Linked DNA regions of Ovis aries: region 2 is linked to region 1. A link is a contact called in public Hi-C data. All regions are on one chromosome and are shown on one strand. Each heading gives the region's core, a stretch centred on a gene start, on an enhancer-like site or on the middle of the called end of the contact. The rest is flanking DNA. Distances are from core to core; before and after follow the strand shown. Region 1 holds the start of SPATA32 (spermatogenesis associated 32). Region 2 has its middle 49 kb from the start of ARHGAP27.

Evidence for each region. A called contact is a pair of places that touch in the nucleus more often than the background predicts.
Region 2: a contact with region 1 is called in a Hi-C map of mixed tissues, with 2.9 times the contacts expected there. The contact joins the enhancer-like site here to the promoter of SPATA32 in region 1. A contact is called at or near these places in 13 of 16 Hi-C or Micro-C datasets (blood, hypothalamus, liver and 7 more).

The regions. Positions count from the first base shown.
Region 1 is chr11:44,645,342-44,653,039 of ARS-UI_Ramb_v3.0, reverse strand. It overlaps SPATA32 (spermatogenesis associated 32), which reads left to right and starts at 4,813. Exons shown (of 6, transcript XM_060394938.1): 1 at 4,813-5,676; 2 at 5,678-5,715. The coding sequence starts at 5,240. MAP3K14 (mitogen-activated protein kinase kinase kinase 14) reads left to right here. Exons shown (of 16, transcript XM_004012997.3): 12 at 379-753; 13 at 921-1,027; 14 at 1,472-1,616; 15 at 2,596-2,696; 16 at 3,078-4,697. The coding sequence ends at 3,242.
Region 2 is chr11:44,762,472-44,769,488 of ARS-UI_Ramb_v3.0, reverse strand. No RefSeq gene overlaps it. Among named protein-coding and RNA genes, the nearest start is that of ARHGAP27, 49 kb to the left of the region's middle. Within about 2 kb of position 3,583, at least 3 of the 54 cell types and tissues checked have an H3K27ac peak or open chromatin away from gene starts, as enhancers often do. A contact at or near this core is called in liver, where this site is marked.

The DNA of each region.
Region 1 (7,698 bases), core at 3,564-6,063:
GGGTAAGACGCAGAGGGTCAGCGAGGCCCATTCTCCTGGAAGCTATGAGTGGGCATTACCCCAGAGCTATTTTTAAATCTTCCCTTTATAATACTATTAATATTAACAAAGTCCTTCTCTGGAGCCAATTCTATAATTTTTAAATTTCCAACTGTTACCTGGAAGGAAAATGGAATAAAACAAATACTGTTCTATTTTTGTGAGAGGACCCACCTTAAGAAAGAAGCCTGCTGTGAAGACCACGCAGTGCCCTCTGAAATCATGTCCTGGCTGGGCAAGGGACCACCCTCCCTGCCCACTTCAGGTGCTTCTCTGCTCAGAAAAGGCCACCCGGCCTGGCCCGTTCCCTCCTCACCACGTGTCCTCTCTGTTTTGTAGTGGGAGGTCTGAGGAGTCCCTGGAGAGGAGAGTACAAAGAACCAAGACATCCACTGCCACTCCAAGCCCACCCACCGCCAAGCCAAGGCCACCCTCACCAGACCCTGCATGCCCCGCCAGGGGAGCTCTCACCAGGGGCCCCGGGGCTGCAGCCGGCTAAGGACGCAGCAGGCAGGGCCCCTAAGCTCCAGCCTCCTCCACCTCCAGACCCCCCAGAGCAGAGCAAGTCGCCCAGCCTGCACTGGGGCAAGGAGGAGTCTGGGACATGGGATCCATTGCCCCTGTCCTCCCTGGATCCAGCCCCCGCCAGGAACCCCAGCTCACCTGAGCGAAAGGCAACCTTTCCTGAGCAGGAGCTACAGCAGCTGGAGATAGGTATGGGCAGCTGCGGCCTCCAGGGCCCTGGACATAGGCCTGGGCCCTGCCCCAAGGCCTTGGCTTCATCCTCTCCATAGCCAGCCCCCACCCTGGGCTCAGCGATCCATGCAGTGAGCCCAGACCCCTCCCGGTCCTTCACAGTCATTTTCTGCTTCTCTCTGCAGAGTTATTTCTGAACAGCCTGTCCCAGCCGTTCTCCCTGGAGGAGCAGGAGCAGATCCTCTCGTGCCTCAGCGTCGACAGCCTCTCCCTGTCAGACGACAGTGAGAAGGTGAGTGGGCTGTGGGCCATGGACCAGGAGCCTAGGCACAGGGCTGGTGGCTTTGTGTCCACCCTGTGGAGGTGTTCAGTGCAGGTAGAGGGTAAAGGGCAGGTGATAGGGTCGCCCCTTTCTTACAGGAGGGGTCCTCGTTGGGGCTGGGGGGTCCTGGTTTCTCAGAATGAAACAGTCCATCTCCAGCATACCTGGGAATGCAGGACTGGTTTGGTGACTAAGATAGTGAGGGGAAAGGCTGGGCTTTAGTCCCCATAGAGAATAATCGTCACCTTCCTCCAGCCCGGGACCCTCAAGAATTCAGCCCCGTGCTGAGTCCAGTAGTGACCAGTAGAGCCACACTCCAGCCCAAGCCAGGAGCACTTCCTCGCCAAAGCAGACCAAGGCCAGAGAAGGTTCCCTGAGCCCAGGGACCTGAGTCTGTGCCCACTCTCGTTTTAGAACCCGTCCAAGGCTTCTCAGAGCTCACGGGACACACTGAGTTCCGGCGTGCACTCGTGGAGCAGCCAGGCAGAGGCCCGCAGCTCCAGCTGGAACATGGTGCTGGCCCGGGGGCGGCCCACTGACACACCAAGCTATTTCAACGGTACAGTCCCCTGATCTCTGCCTGGGACTGGGGAGTCTGAGGGTAGGGCACAGTGGGGACGGGAGAGGAGGAAGGTACCTGGCACCCAGAACTTGAAGTGCCTGGCCACTGAGTCAGTTTAGAGTAAACTAAACTCAGAGCCTTTCCTTACGGGGCAGTGAAGGACCATGGCCCCTCATGGGTAGCTGATGGAGTCCCAGAAGCCTCTAGCTGGGGGTAGAGAGCAGTCTCTCCTGGCTTGGAGTCAAAAACCTGAACTTTTGAAGGGAAAGGGAAAAACAGGAGCCCATGAGCATTTTAATCAAGAACTCAGCAAGAGGTACTTGCCCAGTGGTCCAGTGGTTAAGACTGCCTTCCATGCAGGAGGTGCAAATTCAATTCCTGGTCAGGAAACTGAGATCCCACATGCCGTGGGGTGTGGCCAAAAAATAGAAGAAAAGAGACAGAGCTTAGCAATAGGTTTCCTGAGATCCTCCTCTGGGATTTGAAGTCGGAAGATGAGAAAGACAACACATGTGGAACTTTTTTGTTTTCAAGTGTGGTTGCAGAGGTCATTCTGTGATTTTGATAGAACAAGGCTTTAATCAGCACACAGTTCCCTGGCCTTTCCAGGGCCAGTGTGACTCATGGCATCAAGCCCCATGCCTGGCCAGAGGCTGTCCCACCTCAGGGAACCTTACCATCTAAGTTGCCCACAACCCAATTTAAGAATCTTTGCTTCCAGCTCCTTTCTGCTTTGTGTGTATAAGCTGGAGTACTGCTTCCACGCAGGAGCCAACCTTAGCCCTTTGCGTTGTGCAGGCCAGACTTCCGGTACTGGCAGAACATGGCCATGGAGAGCTAGCAGGGGTATGATGTTACAGCCCTTCCATCCTAAAGCCATCTCTGCAGCTTCTTCAGCCACCTTGCTTCCCCCTCCCTAGGGCGCCTTAGGGAGCTTGCAGCCACTCTCCTGATGGTCACCCTGCCTGACTTCTAGGTGTGAAAGTCCAAATACAGTCTCTCAATGGCGAACACCTGCACATCCGGGAATTCCACCGGGCCAAGGTGGGAGACATCGCAACAGGCATCAGCAGCCAGGTGAGGGGCAGGTGCCTGCTGAGGGGCAGACTCCCAGAATCCAGTGTGCCTAGCTCAGTCCTCCAGGAAGGAAGCTTTCGAATAAGTAGACATGGCACCAGAGGGAATAGTTGGCCCTGTGATGTCCGCCCCCCCCCTCCGCCCCCCGGGTCCCAGGGCAAGACTGGCAGTGGTGACTGAGGGGTCCTCAGGATCCCCACCCACTTGGGCTGGGTGAGATTCTCCAAGTCTTCCAGAATGAAAGGCAGATAATACTCCAAGGCTGCCTGCTGCGTTGGAGGGAAGTATCTCCCAGTGTAGCAGGAAGCCATCAGCTCTGCTCTGCTGGGACCCTTCAGCACCCCGGCCGCTCTCAGGCCCCCTGGTTTGCTCTGCCCCCAGATCCCAGCTGCAGCCTTCAGCCTGGTGACCAAGGACGGGCAGCCCGTGCGCTACGACATGGAGGTGCCGGACTCAGGCATCGACTTGCAGTGCACCCTGGCCCCAGACGGCAGCTTCGCCTGGAGCTGGAGGGTCAAGCACGGCCAGCTGGAGAACAGGCCCTAAGCAGCCTTCTAAAACTGGCTCCACTCGGCCAGAAGCGGCTTTCCTTCTCGGTGCTCAGTGCTGCCCTGAGACACAGGCTCTGCCTGCTCCCGGAGCTCTGCCAGCCCGTGGCTCAACAGTGGGACCAGGGGCTGGCAGCAGAAAGGCGGTGCCAGCAGAGCACCTCCCGGGATCTTCCACCTGGGTTCTGCCTGAGCCCACAGGAGAGGAGGAGGAAGACAGGAGGCCTTCCCACGAGGAACAGAGGGTCTTCTCTGCCTTGGTCCCGACAAGCTGGCCTGACCGTGTTAGGATCAGTGGCCACCTGCTGGCAGTCAGGGGAGAGCGGCTTCTGGCCCAGGTCAGGAGAGGGGGGTGCCCCTGCCCTCGGTTTCCAGGCAGGTGGGAGCGTCTAACGATTCCCCCAGGCCCAGGCCAGGACTGGGGCGGCAGGTGTGCCTCCCCTTGCGTTCATGGAGGGGCCCCTCTGACCCCCTTGTCCGGCTGTGCCTGGCCACCAACCCCTCTTCTAGCACTAGGAGCTTTTCAGGCCAGGGAGGGAGAAACGCCTGACGTGGGGGTCTCCCAGGGAGGGGTCTCCCTGGGAGAGAATGCCACTCCTCAGGGTACCGCGACTCAGGCCCTGAGGGGAGGTCAGCTTCAGAAGAACCAGACAAGGCGTTCAAGTGACATGGTTCTCAGCCTCCAAGCACGTGCCCCTTTGCCACCAGCCCCCAGTCTGCCCCGGAGCAGCAGGCCCCGAGCCCAGCCGCAGGCCCAGCACTGCCCCTGCCCAGCTGGCACTCAGCTCACTCAGCTGTGGGAGTGGAGGGCGACATGAGGCCTACCCGACAGGAACGCTCTGAGGACAGAGCGCGATCGACTCCGCAGAAAGCACCCGACGCGGGCGCTCCTGTTAGCCAGGCCCCGGCCCTCCACACCCTCACACGAGCCTCCCAGGACACTCTGACCCTGCCGCCCCTGGTCTCCAGGGCACCGCCAGCGGCACTTTGCACTCTGATGACCTCAAAGCACTTTCATGGCTGCCCTCCAGGAGGGCAGGCTAGCGGTTCTGCATGGGCACAAGCAAGCCAGGAGATGGGGGAACAGACTGAGTTCTTGACCCTTCTTCATGCATGTGACCCCTCAAACCTCCTCCAGATTTCCTTAAGATGTACCCCCCCCCACCGCCCCGAGGCCAGCCTCTTCTTTTGGGGGGCAGCTGATCAGGACTCATGTAGCATTAATCAACTGTGAATTATTGAGGGGTAAGGGGGTATCCCCTGAGATTCCATCTGGGGAGAAGCTCGACCCCATACCTTGCCAGGTGGCCTTTGCCCAGCTATCCACATTTAGCCATTACTCCTCCCCAGGGAGAGACTCCCAGCCCCCAGGATGTGAAGAACTGCAGCATTCGCACTGCAGAGTTGCAATGGTAGATAACTTTGTAAGCAATAAAGTTTGAGGTAATGACAAGTGTGTCTGGACCGTGGTTATCTCCACTCCCTCCTGCCTATGCCCTGAACCTCACATCCTACCAGCTGCCTCCCTCTGGCTTCTTGATGGGATCTTATCCAATCTTGCCCCACCCTGGGCAAAGACTGTTTTCAGCCCTTTCCCACCACTCCTCCCAGTGACACTTCCAGTCCTACCTCTAGGCTATCCATTCAGACCAGTCAGACAAGATGTCCCACATGGTGACAGCTGGGAAGTCCCTGGCCAAACGGTGCCAGGCTGAGGGGAGTGGGGTAGTGGCGGCAGACTGCATGCCCAGAATCAAGACTGTCCCACTCACTCCTCTGTCCCTGAGGCTCCCAGGGAACTGGACTGGGAATGGGCCTGAACTGCCAGCCTTTCCAGCCAGCTGGGTGTCTGCACGTGCTCAGAGTTGACTTTCCCAAAGTAGATTCCCTGGCGCTGGGACAGAACCCCAGGATGGATGTCACTGGCACACAGGGTGCCTCGTCTAATCTGGCTCTACAACAGGAATCTATGTCCAAGTTCGTGTGCACAGATAAATGTGTATACCTTGGGGCAAAGGTGGCAAGCTCAGCAGGTTCTTGGAAGATCCTGGGAACACAGAAAGTGCAGCGGCCTTATGCCAGTGTGCCCAGGGCAGATCAAAGCTCAGCCCAGCAGACCTCAGGCTTACCAGGCTCCATCGTCCACCCATCTGGGCCGGCAGCAGAGAGCAGCGCCTCCTGGATGTCTCCCAAGGAGGAGCTCCGGCTGCGGGGCAAGGAGGAGCCCCATTCTCTGGAAGACTCCTCCACCAACTGCCAAGCCCACCCACACGCCGCGGGGCTCGCGTCAGGGACGTCACAGAGGCAGCGACATCACAGGCACCGGCTCCCCCCTCTACCCCACCGCACCCCCCGCATCTCTGCCGCCCCGGACAGCCTGCCACCAAAGAGCGCACTGGAGGCGGAGGGGCAGCAGCCACCAGCCCGCTCCCGCCTCCAGTACAGAGTCTCGGTCAGCATGGGGGTGACAGGTGGGAGCGGGCGGCGCTCGGCGGGGCAGGGGCGGGGCCGGGCGGGAAAAGTGAAAGTGAGGTAGGGGCTCGGGGGGCGGGGATTGGCCGAGGCGGGCGGGCGCCGGAGAGGAAGGTCGACCCCCAGCCAGACCCCCGCGGTCCCCGTGGATGAGGGGCGGTGGCCTTGTGCCCAGGAAGCGATATATGAATTACCCCAAACTGCAGAGGAAACCCACCCCCGCTCCAAATCAAATCAAGTGTTTCCGTGGTTGGTGCTTGAGGCTTTTGCAGAGAAAGGCGGTGTGCTTCAACAGATGTTTCACTGAGACCCTCCGTTGTGCTTTGCACTTGTCTCTGTACCCTTAAGCAAAGATGGTTTCCCCTGAGGGCCCTGGATCTCCCAGGTTTCTAACAAGGGGGCCCAGATCTCCCCCACCCCCGGATTGGAGGCTTTCTTCTCAGAACTTTCTCTCCCAGGACGACATGGGCCAGCCTTCAAAACGTGCCAAAAATCAACAACCAGAGAACAGCTTTCCCCTCAACAAATTGATGCAGACATCTTAAATCACTCCTGCAGTATTTATTGCATCCCCTTCTCTTTTTTCTGTTTTTTAATCTTAGAGAACTGTATTTTATTGTATTTTTAATTGAAGTACTGTTGATTTACAATGTGTTGATTTCAGGTGTACAACACAATGATTCAGTGATATATATATTTTTTTTTCAGATCCTTTTCTCTTATAGGTTATTGCAAAATATTGAGTGTAGTTCCCTGTGCTATACAGCTGGTTGGTTATCTATTTTAATATATAGTAGTGTGCATGTTATTCTTACCCACCCACCCCCTTGAAAGGGAAAGTGTTAGTTGCTCAATCCTTTTCAGTTCTTTGCAACCCCACGGGCTATAGAGCCTACCAGGTTCCTCTGGCCATGGGATGCTCCAAGCCAGAATACTGGAAAGGGCTGCCATTTCCTTCTCCAGGGCATCTTCCCAACCCAGAAATCAAGCTCAGGTTTCTTGCATTGCAGGCAGGTTTTTTACCACCTGAGCCATCAGGGAAGTTGCTTTCCCCTTTGGTAACCATATGTTTTCTGTGTCGGAGAGTCTCTGTTTGGTAAATAAGTTCATTTGTTTGTTTTTTAGTTTCCACATATAAGTCATATCATATTTGTCTTTCTCTGTCTGGCTTCTTCAGTAGTAACCTCTAGGTCCATCCATGTTCCCTGGAGAAGGGAACGGCTACCCACTCCAGTATTCTGGCCTGGAGCATTCCATGGACCGTATAGTCCATGGGGTCGTGAAGAGTTGGACACGACTGAGAGATTTTCACTCACTTCATCCATGTTACTGTGAATGGCATTATTTCATTCTTTTTTATGACTGACTACTATTCCAGTGTGTGTATGTGTGTGTGTATACCACACCATCTTTATGCATTCATCTGTTGATGAACATTTAGGTTGCGTCCATGTCTTGAGTATTGTAAACGCTGTAATGAACATTGGGGTGCAGGTATCATTTCAAAATAGAGTTTTCTCCAGATGTTCTCCAGTGGAATTGTAAGGTCTTGTGGTAACTCTACGTTTAGTTTTTTAAGGGATCTCCATACTGTTCTCAATGGTGACTGCACCAATTTACATTCCCACAAACAGCGTAGGAGGAATTTTTTTCTTCACACCCTCTCTGCTTCTGCTGCTGCAAAGTTGCCTCAGTCGTGTCCGACTCTGTGCGACCCCATAGACGGCAGCCCATGAGGCTCCCCCATCCCTGGGATTTTCCAGGCAAGAGTGCTGGAGTGGGGTGCCATTGCCTTCTCCGTCACACTCTCTCTAGCATTTATTATTTGCCAGCACTTACTCTTACTCTGTGCTAGGCCCTGAGTCTAATGAGTTAACTAAAAATTAAAATATGGGTTAGACAGCCAGGTATGTCACAGAGATAATGACATTGGAGATTTGAGTTGGGCTGTCAGGAATGAGTAGGATTTTTATCAGGAGAGA
Region 2 (7,017 bases), core at 2,334-4,833, 120 kb before region 1:
TCTACGATGGGACCCATGGAAGCGTCCTGGAGGAGCCCCCAGGGTGCAGCCATGGAGCAGGACAGCACACTGGGCTATGGCTGTTTTGCTTCCTGGCGGTCCAGAGCAGCCTTTTCTTTAAGACTGAGCCGCAGGAATGTATTCGCGATACCCAGGAGGATACCAGCATTCTGCAGAAACGTTTTCATAGAGGCTTATTATTGTGTTACGCATGTAAGCAGCGTCTGTCAGTGGATAGTTCTACCACTCCCAGGCTGTATTCTTGTGAAATTTTATTAATATGTTTAAATAAAATGTCTTACTGAAATAGGACTAAATATTTAGCTGGTGAAATGTTTGCCTTTCAATGCTTAGTTAGCCTTCTAACATCATATAGAGGAGTACAGCCATTGAAATGATTTAGAGTGATATAGAAAAGTGCTAAGGACTTGCCTGTGGTCCAGCGGTTAAGAATCTACCTGTGAATGCAGGGCACATGGTTTCAACCCCTGGTACTGGGAGATTCCACGTGCCAAGGAGCAACCAAGCCCATGCGCCGCAGCTACTAGCCTGCACTCTAGAGTCCATGTGCCGCAACTGCCGAGCCTGTGCCCTAACAGTCTGTGCTTTGCAACAAGAGAAGCCTACACACTGCAACCGGAAAGTGCCCCCCCACCCCCACCCCCGCTCGCTGCAACTAGCAAAAGCCCAAGAACAGCAACAAAGACCCAGCACAGCCAAAAATAAATAAAAGTAAATCAATTAATTTTTTTAAGTGCTCAGATATGATTTTCATACATGACTGTATCGAGATATGAAGCTTGAGATGTCTCAAATTTTTTTAACTTAAAAAAATTTGTTTCCCGATTACAAAATTTATGTCATCATTTAAAAAATTTGAGAGAAAAACTTAAAAAAAAAGACTGAGCCCCCAGTGTTAAGAGAAGGGTACTTTGTCCGCTTGAGGACCAGAGTATCAGAGATGAGAGAGTGCTCCCTCAGGCCAGTACAGGAGAGGACCCATTGGAATTAACAAACAAGTCTCCCCAGGAAGAAAGCGAAAAGGAACTAAAGAGCCTCTTGATGAAGGCGAAAGAGAAGAGTGAAAAAGCTAGCTTAAAACTCAACATTCAAAAATTGAAGATCATAGCATCCGGCATCTTTAGGATTTAAAGGAAATCAACATTGAATATTCATTGGAAGGACTGATGCTAAAGCTGAAGCTTTAGCCATCTGATTCGAACAGCTGACTCACTGGAATAGACCCTGATGCTGGGAAACACTGAGGGCAGAAGGAGAAGGAGGCAACAGAGGATGGGATGATTGGATGGATGTGAGTTTGAGCAAACACCAGGAGATAGTGAAGGACAGGGAAGACTGGTGTGCTGGAGTCCATGGAGTCACAAAGAGTTGAACATGACTAAGCAACTGAATAACAACAATCCCCCAGGTTGTGGGGCCCAGCCCTCTGTGCCCACCAAGAGGGAGTATTTTTCTATTGCCAGCCTCAGAGGAGAGCTTGGTTTATTGAAGGAGGTAGCACTTTTCATTCAAAGGACTTCCTCCTCTGTAGCCCACCAGTGACACAAGGTAGAGATAAACAGGTAGCTGATATGGCCAGCTGTGCTTTTTTTCCCCTTTGCATAAGCTATTTATTTTGAAAGAATTATTGACTCAAAAGAAGTCACGTGAATAGTACAAAGATGTACACATCACCCAGCTTCCCCCAGCGATGACAATTTACATAATTGTAGCTTGTTACAACGGAGAAGGCAATGGCACCCCACTCCAGTACTCTTGCCTGGGAAATCCCAAGGACAGAGGAGCCTGGTAGGTTGCAGTCCATGGGGTCACTAGGAGTCAGACACAACTGAGCGGCTTCACTTTCACTTTTCACTTTCATGCATTGGAGAAGGCAATGGCAACCCACTCCAGTGATCTTGCCTGGAGAATCCCAGGGACGGGGGAGCCTGGTGGGCTGCTGTCTATGGGGTTGCGCAGAGTCGGACACGACTGAAGTGACTTAGCAGCAGCAGCAGCAGCTTGTTACAAAAGCCAGAGAAGTGATTGACATTAGACCCAACTAGACTACAGATGTCTCTCAATTTCACCATTTTGGGCACTTTTTGTGTGTGTTTCTTTGTGTATAATTACATGGCATTTTGTTACATGTCTAGATTCATCTAACCACCGCCACAAACAAGATACAGAATTGTTCCATCACCTTAAAAGAAATGGCTTCTGCTGCCCTTTTACAGGCTTGTCCTCCTTCCCGTTCCTGGATGACTGGCAACCTGGCAATAATTGTGTCACTTCAAGAATGTTATATGATGAAATCATAAAGTATGTAACCTTTTGAGGTTGGCTTTTTGCCCTCAGCTTAATGTCCTTAAGAGCCATTTAAGTTGTTGCGTGGTTGGGTAGTTCACTACTCGTTATCAAGAAGCAACAGTTAGAACTGGACATGGAACAACAGACTGGTTCCGAATTGGGAAAGGAGTACGTCAAGGCTGTATATTGTCACTCTGCTTATTTAACTGATATGGAGAGTACATCATGAGAAATGCTGGACTAGATGAAGCACAAACTGGAATTAAGATTGCCAGGAGAAATATCAATAACCTCAGATATGCAGATGACACCACCTTCATGGGAGAAAATGAAGAACTCAAGAGCCTCTTAATGAAAGTGAAAGAGGAGAGTGGAAAAAGTTGCCTTAAAACTCAGCATTCTGAAAACTAAGATCGTGGCATCTGGTCCCATCACTTCATGGCAAATAGATAGGGAAACAGTGGAAACAGTGACACTTTATTTTGGGGGGCTTCAAAATCACTGAAGATGGTGACTACAGCCATGAAATTAAAAGATGCTTGTTCTTTGGAAGAAAAGTTATGACCAACCTAGACAACATATTAAAAAGCAGAGACATTACTTTGCCAACAAAGGTCCATTTAGTCAAAGCTATGGTTTTTCCAATAGTCATGTATGGATGTGAGAATTGGACTGTAAAGAAAGCTGAGCACCAAAGAATTGATGCTTTTGAACTGTGATGTTGGAAAAGACTCTTGAGAGTCCCTTGGACTGCAAGGAGATCCAACCATTCCATCCTAAAGGAAATCAGTCCTGAATATTCATTGGAAGGACTGATACTGAAGATGAAACTCCAATATTTGGCCACCTGATATGAAGAACTGACTGATTTGAAAAGAGTCTGATGCTGGGAAAGATTGAAGGCAGGAGAAGAAGGGGACGACAGAGGATGAGATGGTTGGATGGCATCACCGACTCAATGGACACGAGTTTGAGGAAGCTCTGGGAGTTGGTGATGAACAAGGAGGCCTGGAGTGCTGCAGACCGACTGAACTGATTCCACAGTTATGCTTTTAAAGAGATTCTCTTTAATCTGTGAGTGAAGGAAGGGGGGAGGGAGATCAGTTAGGAAGCTGCCAGAGTCCAGGTGAACATCACAAGCCAGACCTGGGTCCCTGTGAGGTTCCACTTTACTTCCTGCCACTGAAACTGGCCCTCAGTGTATTCTGGCCTCAGGGTTCAGGGTGGGCTGGGAGAGATAGGATTGTGATTGCTGAAGCTGAGATGGCAGTAGGGGGCGCCAGAGGTCTTTTCCGCAAAGGGTGAGTCCCAACCCTGAATACCCAGGAGGGTTTGCCCAGAGCTTTAGGCCTCTGTGGGCGTTGGCCAAGAGAACCTAGAGTCTTGTCCCCCTACAACCCCCAACCCCCAAGTTTCAGCGCAGCCTCAGATTGCAAGGCTGGGAGATGAGGCTGATGATGTGTAGAAAGGGAGGAGGCCTTTCTGTCCATAGAATTCTCCAGCCAAGAATACTGGAGTGGGTAGCCATTCTCTTCTCCAGGGGATCTTCCCAACCCAGGGATCGAACCTGGGTCTCCTGCATTGCAGGCAGATTCTCTACTGTCTGAGCGCCCAGGGAAGACCTGGGGGAGGAGGTAAGGTGAAACATAGACCAAGAGGAGATGCAGAGAGAGAGGGCTCTGACTCTTCATCAGCCCAGGGCTCTCGCTCAGGGGGTGGCTCAGAGCTCAGGCCACCAGGCTGGACCCAGACACCTTCCACCCCATACATTCTTCTCCATCCCTGACAGGTGCCCTCAGTTCTCAGCCCACTCTTCCAAGAACACTCCCAAGACGCTGGAGCGCCCCATACTCTATCCGGCGCTCACATGCCTCTCTGAAAGACGCCTTTTAGCACGAGCCTACTCCCTCTCCCAGGGCTCACCCAGGGTGCTCTAGGCTCTGTGGGGCTTGCAGAGTGGGCCCTGGCTTCACTGTGCAGCTTCTCCTAACCGCTGGGTCAGGGAGAGGTGGGAAGAGAAGGGCATCTCCAGGGGCTCTGGCTCCTGTGGGCTTGGTGGAACAGTGCCAAGTGGCAGGCACTCTCCTCCAAACCTGCAGCAGCTCCACCATCTTCTGACTTCAGCCCACTCTCCTGGCGTGATCTTAAGGCTGTCCCAGCCTTCTGGTCCTCTGGCTTGCTCCACCCTTCTGGTGCTTGTGGATGCCCGGCTGCCAGAACTCACCAAGCAGCTTTCCACCTCCTGCCCTTGCTCAAGTTGGTCCTCTGTCAGTGCCCTTGCCTCCCCTCCTCCCATTCTCTTAGCTCTGTGCCCACTCCTCTAGGAAGCCCAGCACATAGTAGGTTCAAAAAGTGGGAGTTCCCAGCCTCTGCGCTCCCAGGACATACGTGTGTGTATTCCATAATAGAAATTTTCTCTTGTAGCCTAATCACTGGTAGTTTACATGCCTGCCTCCCCCAGAGACTTCACATTCATCTCTGGTTCCCCAGAGCCTGGTACTCAGAGGCGCCAAGTAAAATCTGATCAAATAAATGAATGAATGCATCCGTTGAAAGATCTTTGAGCCCCTCTTCCTTTGATCCACTTCTGCCCTCCTCCCCTTCCGATTATTCCTCTGGTTTACGTAAAGGGTGCTCCTTCCCCTGCTGCCCCTAATGGTGGCATTCCACCCTCCTCTCTGGTTCGCTCTGCCCCTCTCCCTAGGCAAGCTCCCTCACACTGACAGCTTTAACTGCTGCGCTTACTCCACCAGGGCCCCAATTCACCCCATGGCCCTGAGCCCTGTGCATCCTTTGCTTGTTCTTATCTATCTTTCCCACCACCCATCTTTCTCATGAATGTTAAGGTCCGTCAGAGCAGAAATCTTATTCATTGGATTCACTGCTGCACCTCTGGCACCCATACGTGCTCAGTGAATATTTGTGAAATGAATGAATGAATAGAGAAATTGGAGACTCTCCCTGTGAGGTCCTGCAAACAGTTCAGATTCCACACATCACAGATTGATTTCACCATCTCCTCTCTCACACAATTTGCTTCTCCAGTCTCTGCTACCTCCCTCCTCCCAGTCCTCCAACTTAAAAACCCCACAGTCACCCTAGACATCTCCTTTTACTCTCTTAACACATCAACAGCCACTGCATTGTCCCGATTCTACCTCTTTGCAGTCCCCACATTCACCCTAGTCCCTGTCTCACCCCTGCTTTAGACCCTTGACACTTAACCACCTGGACTTCTTCACCTCCTCCTAACTTGGGTCCCTCACTTCTATTTCTGCTTTTTATTCACATTTTCATCTAAACGATTTTTCTAAAACATCAACTTCAATATGTCAACCCCTTATTAAAAAAAGAAAAAAGCAAAAAACACCTCATTGGGACTTTCCGGGCGGTTCAGTGGTAAAGAATCCACCTGCCAATGCAGGTGATATGGGTTCGGTCCCTGATCTGGGAAGATCCCACATGCTGCGGAGCGACTAAGTCCATGCACCACTACTGAGCCTGTGCCTTGAGTCAGCAAGCCGCAACCAAAGCCCAAGTGCCCTAGAGCTGGTGCTCTGCAACAAGAGAAGCCACATCAATGAGAAGCCTGCACACCGCAACTAGAGAGTAGCCCCTGTTCACTGCAACTAGACAAAAGCCTGCACAACAATAAAGACCCAGCACAGCCAAAAAATAATTCATTTAATTAAAAGTTAAAAAAATCCTCATTGCAGTTGTGCCCACCTCACACAGTGGGTGGTATAACTATAGGTCCTGGCTCAGGACAAAGGGTAGACTGAGGTGATAATTAACATGCAGCTGCAAAATGAGAAAGTTGTTTCTTTTCTAATTCTTTCCAACCTTCTCTTTTTGGGAGCAGGGTGCACCATGCAACATGTAGGGTCGTCCCTAAACCAGGAACCAAACAAGAATACTGGAATGGGTTGCCATTTCTACCCCAAAGGATCGTCCTGACTCAGTGATTAAAGCCCCTGGAGGGATGGAACCCAAGTCTCTTGCATCTCCTGCAGTGCCAGGTGGATTCTTTACCACTGCCTCACCTAGGAAGCCACCAGGGAAGACCTCTAATTCTTTCCAGCCTTCTGAAGATATCAAGGGGAAAGTTTCCACGTGCTGCTAGAATGTCATTAACACCTCTTTTTCACTTGCTAATCTTTTAACAGGATTCTAGCCATGCTGCCAGCTGTGTGATATTTAGCTAGAATATAGTAACATTGTCTTCTTTTTATTTTCTGTATTTTGCAATTACCTACTATCCATGAGATGTGATATTGATTTTTTATTCATAGTAATCATGGTCGATAAAATTAATTAATTTGGGAAAAGATATCATAAATCATATATCCATCAAAGGAATAACATCCAGAATTATATAAAGAACTCTTGTCAATAAGGAAAATGAAAAGAAGTGAAAAAGCGAATGGAAAAATGAGCAAAAGGCTGAAACTTTTCAAAGAAAGATGATATATAAAGGACCAATGAACAGATGAAAAATGCTCAACCACATTAGTCATCAGAGAAATGTGAATTAAAACTACAATTTGATATCCCTGTACACCCACCAGGACTAAAAAGAAAAAAAGGACTTTCAATATCAAATGTTGACAGGACTGTGGAGTAATTGGAGCTCTGACTCATTGGTAGTGAGGATGTAATTTATAACAACTACTTTGGGAAACTGGCCGTATTCACTGAACCTGGGCA